2 separate regions of the Oryctolagus cuniculus genome follow, and region 2 is linked to region 1. The links are chromatin contacts, called in public Hi-C maps. All regions are on one chromosome and are shown on one strand. The core of a region is the stretch at or near the end of the contact, and the rest is flanking DNA. Distances in the headings are between cores, read along the strand shown.

Region 1 (2,700 bases), core at 10-2,509:
TTCTAGAAAACTCCCTCTGGAGAATCCAATTACCCACCCCTTTGAGTTAATAGACAGACTGGGAAGTCAATCCAAATACAACCTCCTACTGAATGCAGCAGGTGAAGGGCCAGGATGTTACCGATAAGGGGGGAGGAAGGAGAAAATTACATGAAGGAGGCCAACCCACCAGGCTCAGCTTTTGTCACTTACTGTAAATGAACCTGCTTTTTGCTTTTGCACTCTCTTTGGGACTTTACTCTATTTCTGTACTGAGCAGTACACTGACAAGGGGAAGCAGCTCCCCATACTCGGAACCACCCAGTGCCACCCACGTAGATCTGGCTGGGCCCAGGCTGTTGAGGCCATGTGGGGAGTGAACCAGCAGAGAAGACATTGATTTTCTCTCTCTCCCCCTTTCAGATAAATGTTTAGATTGTTTTCAACAGCTACATATGATAGAACAAAGGGAGTATTGGACTCTAAGCATTTTATATGCATACTATTTAGTCCTTACCACAGTCTCATAACTTAACAATTTTTTTATTGTGATGAGGAACACAAGCATAGATAGCTTACTGAGGACATAGAGTAGCAGAGTGGACTAGAACCAGTATGGCACTCAGTAAATGTTAGCAGTATAACAAAGGGCTGTGCTTAATTGATAATAGCTTTACTCAAGTTTGGCTCAGGAATTGTCCTCGGTGAATAGCAGTGTTACCACTGCCCTCTGGGAGGTCTGTTGATATTTATTTGTTCCTTTTTCCCTGATTTTGTTAAAAGAATATCACTTTTAGCAGTGTTACTTGTATAATCAATCAATAATAAATAAGCCCTTTAGGGGAGAAATTGTGTCCTGCACGTTTCGGCGTTATTATTTAAATAGATAATTACGCTTCGCGTGGGCCATCCTCCAGGGAGGGGCAGTGCAGCGCCAGGGGTCCTGGCACAGCCCTAGGTGTTAGGAGCCCCAAGTCTTGGGTTTCGATTTTGTTTACTGCGTCCACTCACTGGTCAGTAAGCCTTCTTCCACGCGCCCTGTGGCTTCGGCTGCGTCTCTGGACCGCCTTAGGAAGAGGATGACACTCTGCGAGGCTTCCTGCGGCCTTCGTGGGGACGGGACTCGGAGAAGGGGAGGAGGCTGTGGCCGCACGTACCTTGGCCGCTCCGATTCAGATTTCAGCCGACTCCGCAGCAAGAGAAACTACATCCAAGATGGCGCCCCAGGCTTTCCCCAGCGCCGCCACCATCTTCTCGGTAGTTCCCGAGGCAGGCAGGAGCGGCGCGCCTGCGCGGCCCCGGCATCCTCAGCGCGCCTGCGCGGCCGCAGCGCCTCCCCCGCCCCTCTCGCCGCCGCCGCCGCCGCCGCCGCTGCTGCACTGACGGCGGGTGCCCGCGCCTCAGGTGAGTGAGCGCCTCAGCCCGGCCCCCGGGGGGCGCGCGGCGCCGCATGCGGGGGCGTCTCTCTTCTTCCCTGCTTCTTCCCCGCCTCGTGTGCGCCGCGCGGCGGGGGCTGGGGGCCGGCGCTGCCAGCCTCCGTCGAGCCCCCGGAGCCCTCCACCCCGCCCGCACTCCGGACCTGGGTCAGCCCGGCCCCCCTCGGCCGCTCCCGGTGCCCACCTGCTTGCATCCTTTCCGGGCGCCGCCACCCTGGGCCGCGGGGACTCCCTGCGAGTGCGACCCCTTCTCCCGCTGTGCGGGTGGCGGAGCTCGGTGGGCCGCGGGCTCTCCTTGCACCCGTGCAGGCCCGAAGCGGCAGCGGGCACCCGGGGGCGGGATCCCGCGACCACCTGGTGGGAGATTGGCCTCTGAGCTCCACTTTAAGGCAGCGGAGGAAACTGAGGCACGGAGAGGCGAAGTGCGGTTTCCAAGGTCACGCGGCTGACAAGTGGCTCTGCCGGCTCTGGGGCCAGTGCACTTGGAATTTGATCTCGGACCTTAAATTTTTTTTTTTTTTTTTGTTTGAAATGCACTTGTTACCTCGAAAATTGTTCTTAAACGTCGCTAAAGCAGGCTACAGATCGGGTGTGTTCTTGCTGTCGGAGTGCAATGGAGGTGTTGCTGTAATGAGGATAATAATGACAGTAGCGTGCTTGCTGTGTGCTGGGATCTTGCTAAGCATTTTGTTAAGATGATCTCCCTTAATACCACAGGGCTTCGCAGTCCACTGCCTCCCCCCCCCCCCCCCATTCCCCCCCTGCAGAGCTGGCCTCCCTGTCACAGGTGGACCGGGAGCCTCCCAGTTCGGGAGCGGGGAAGCTCTGGGTGGCAGCTCCCGGCGATGCCTGCCTGCATCCGGACTGCCCCCCCGCCCCACCCGGGAGCCCCCAGAGTGTGCGGTGAGCCTTCCTCTCCCAGCTTCGAGGACAGCAGGTCTGGGCTCCCCGGGCTGGCTGGGCTTGCCGGTGACAGAGCAGATTGGGCCAGCGCTCACCTCGTCCTGGGATTTCCTGGCTCAGCTCCAGCTGGGCTTGAGCATTTTGGTATTTAAGATAAAAAGAGAAAGAGCACAGACCCGGGGTGCCGAGTCTAAGGAGCCTCCCTCGATGTAAAGTCCCAAGTGAGCAGCTGTAAAAATATGTGACTGTTTCACCCCCAAAATAACTAGTTCAGGCTGCCTTTTTTCTCCCTTAGCAAATCCTCCTCCACACTTCAAAGACTCCACTAAGTCACCACCTTCCCTATGAGCCCTCGACTTGAGGTTCCCAGTCGTGCCCTTGC
Region 2 (2,760 bases), core at 83-2,582, 100 kb after region 1:
CAGCAGGGACGTGTGAGGGGCGCGGAGAGGGGGAGCCCCCTCGCGGGACCACCGGTCGGGGTGTCTGGGGTGGCGCCCAGGAGGCGGCTCCTTCCTAACCAGAATCAAGGGGCCCGGGAACCGACGGGCCTCTGCGCTGTCACCCCGTGACCGTGCTGCGTACCCCGGCCCCCGTCTGCAAGCAGCCAGGGAGGGATGCAGGGCTGAGGCAGGGCCGGGCCGCGACATCAGGGCGCCGGGTCTCTTCCTCAGAGCTGGCGGACGACATCTGCTGCCGCCTCAAGGAGCCCTGTGCCCTGCAGAGCGCCGGCCCGCGCCCCGGCAGGGACAGGTCCCTCCCTGTGACTGTGCAAAGGGCGCCCCTCAACTGGGACCAGCTGGACAGGTAGGTGGCCTCCTGGAAACAGGGACCCTGGGACCGTGCAAGGCGGGGTGGGCCCGAGGCGGCCAGGGAGGGGCAGCCTGGACAGGAAGAAGTCCTGAGGGCCGGGGCCTTGGCTGAGGGGGACAGGGCACCCTCTGCCCCTGCTGGCAGGAGGCACGGGGAGCAGAGACCACGAGGCGGCGGCGCCCTGACCGGCTCTGTCTCACACAGCTCTGCCCTGTTTTCTGACGGGTCGGCTGCCACCGGCCAGGCGTCTCTCCTGAGCGAGGGGCTCCGGGAGTCCCTCAGCTCCTACATGAGCCTGACGGACGGCTCCCTGGACGACGCCAAGGCCCACAGCAGAGGGCGCAAGGGGAACCCAGACTGCAGCACGTAGAATTCGAACCCAGCTCAAGCAGACCGAGCCCCCAGAGGTAAGGCCCTGCGCTCCGCTCCGTGGTGGGCGGGCCTCAGGAAGCCGCCGACCTCCTCCGGGGCCGTCACCTCCATGGCAACCCGAGTCCGAGCAGAGTGGCTTCCCCTGGGGTCGGCAGCTCCACTTTTGGCCCCTGCTTGCCGAGGCCCGTTCACCAGCCCCAACTAAATATAACCCGGGTCAAGCCCTCCCCGACACCGCCCCCAGCAGGCCTGGCTGCGGCCCAGAAGGCAGGCACACTGAGGGCCCAACGGCTTTTACCCCGGCAGCAGACCCTGGGTTGCCGCCTCTACCTGACCCCATCCTCACGTGGCCCCCATCAAGCTCCTTCACAGTGCCAGCTCTCAACCCCCACTTCCTTCTGTGGTTTGTCATTCAAATCTGGCCACACAGTCACCCCAGCCTTGCCATCTTGTGGCCAAATGCAAAAACAACACTTTGAGTCCAGCCCGGGCAGCCACCCGCAGCGCTGGGCAGGCCGTCCGGAGGAGGGGAGCCTCTCCCTCCACAGCGCACACCAGCTCCAGCCCGACTCCCTGCTGCGTGCAGATGGGGCCTGGCTGCTGGGGAAGCAGGGCGGTGGCTCCCAGGGCTTGCTCATGAGTCCCGAGGCTACCTGGAGGGCGGGAAAGGGCGGGAGAGGCGTTACCAGGCATCTCAACAGGTTCTCATTAATTAAAGATTTGATTTATTCAAGTATCTGAAAACATTCTACAATGGAAACTGTTATTAGATGCTGTTGTACTGCGCTACGGACCACGCACATACTGCCCGACTGACTTCAGAAGACTTGAAACGCCACTGATAGTTTAAAAACTGTACAGCTGACGGGAGACCGAGGCAGACGACGATGCTTCATCCAGATCCGGGGTGCGGCGGGCTGAACGGCGGCTCCACCCGGCAAACGGCTGTCTCAGACGTGTCCAGAAGGAATGGGCGGGGACGGCCTCACTCACAAGTGCTTCCCGAAGGTGAATGGTTCCTTAAAAAGTCTCAGGTCACAACCCTTGCAGAAGAGACACCCAACACACTGACTCTCGGTCCAGGAAACACGGTCTTCCAGGTCCCACGTGGCTGGGGTGGCCCAACAATTATGCTTCTGTGCTGTAACTGAGAGGGTCCTCTGGACGGGGCGGGGAGCAGGTGGGAGCTGTGCAGCCTCAGTCATAGTGGATGGCAGTGTAGAAGATGATCCAGATGACCTGGAGAGCAGGACAATGTCACAGCCACGGGGTCCCCACAGCCCGATTCCACACACAAGCAATGCCACGTGAGAATGTACACACGGGCGAGCCCCAGGAGCAGCCGATGCAGAATCTGCTTGCGAGTCCCCTGTATTCCCAGAGACCCCTGCCAAACGGCAACCTGCGCCCCCAAGTCCAAGTAGAGCTCCAGTGTGGAAGTGATCTAAGTACAGACTACTGTACGACCGGCAGGTGTAGGGTCAGCAGCAACTGGAAACCCCACCATCCCGTCAGAGGGTCTCACGGCTGGAAAAGATGCCCTGATACCACCCTTCAAAGAGTTAATTTGTTAAGAAGTTAACTTTGGAACAGAATTTCTATTCCAGAGTGTACAAGCCAGAGCTTTGGGGTTTGGTTTACTCAGCTGTAGAAACATCACCACTGATCCTGAAACACCTAGAGCAGAAAGTCTGTCCATATTACTGGTTCCTTCCCACGCCTCCCCCTCCCCCAGCCACTGGCAACTGCGAATTCCATTTTTGTCTATGGATTTGCCTATTTTGGACATTCCGCACAAATGGAACCAGACACCACCGGCTCCTGTGTCTGGATTCTCCCACTTGGCATAAAGTCCGTCCACGTGGCATCCGCAGTACTTCCTTATCCACCCAGCAGCTGGGTGCGTGCACTTTTCGGCTATTAAGGCGAGTATCAGAAGTGTGTTTTTGAAGGCTCCCAGTGTACAAGCCTGTGTAGCCAGGGTTGAGAAGCCTTAG

What was found. A called contact is a pair of places that touch in the nucleus more often than the background predicts.
Region 2: a Hi-C map of an unstated tissue shows a contact between it and region 1, with 2.8 times the contacts expected there. The contact joins the enhancer-like site here to the promoter of NDRG3 in region 1. A contact is called at or near these places in 3 of 6 Hi-C or Micro-C datasets (ear pinna, skin fibroblasts and an unstated tissue).

Annotation. Positions count from the first base shown.
Region 1 is chr11:21,653,616-21,656,315 of mOryCun1.1, forward strand. NDRG3 (NDRG family member 3) reads left to right here and starts at 1,260. Exons shown (of 15, transcript XM_070051877.1): 1 at 1,260-1,383. It overlaps LOC138844308 (a long non-coding RNA gene), which reads right to left and starts at 1,233. Exons shown (of 2, transcript XR_011379927.1): 1 at 991-1,233.
Region 2 is chr11:21,757,594-21,760,353 of mOryCun1.1, forward strand. SLA2 (Src like adaptor 2) reads left to right here. Exons shown (of 9, transcript XM_002710821.5): 7 at 253-385; 8 at 596-798; 9 at 1,534-2,760. The coding sequence ends at 761. It overlaps RAB5IF (RAB5 interacting factor), which reads right to left. Exons shown (of 4, transcript XM_002710779.5): 4 at 1,466-2,002. The coding sequence ends at 1,961. Among named protein-coding and RNA genes, the nearest start is that of RAB5IF, 7.9 kb to the right of the region's middle. Within about 2 kb of position 1,333, at least 1 of the 8 cell types and tissues checked has an H3K27ac peak or open chromatin away from gene starts, as enhancers often do.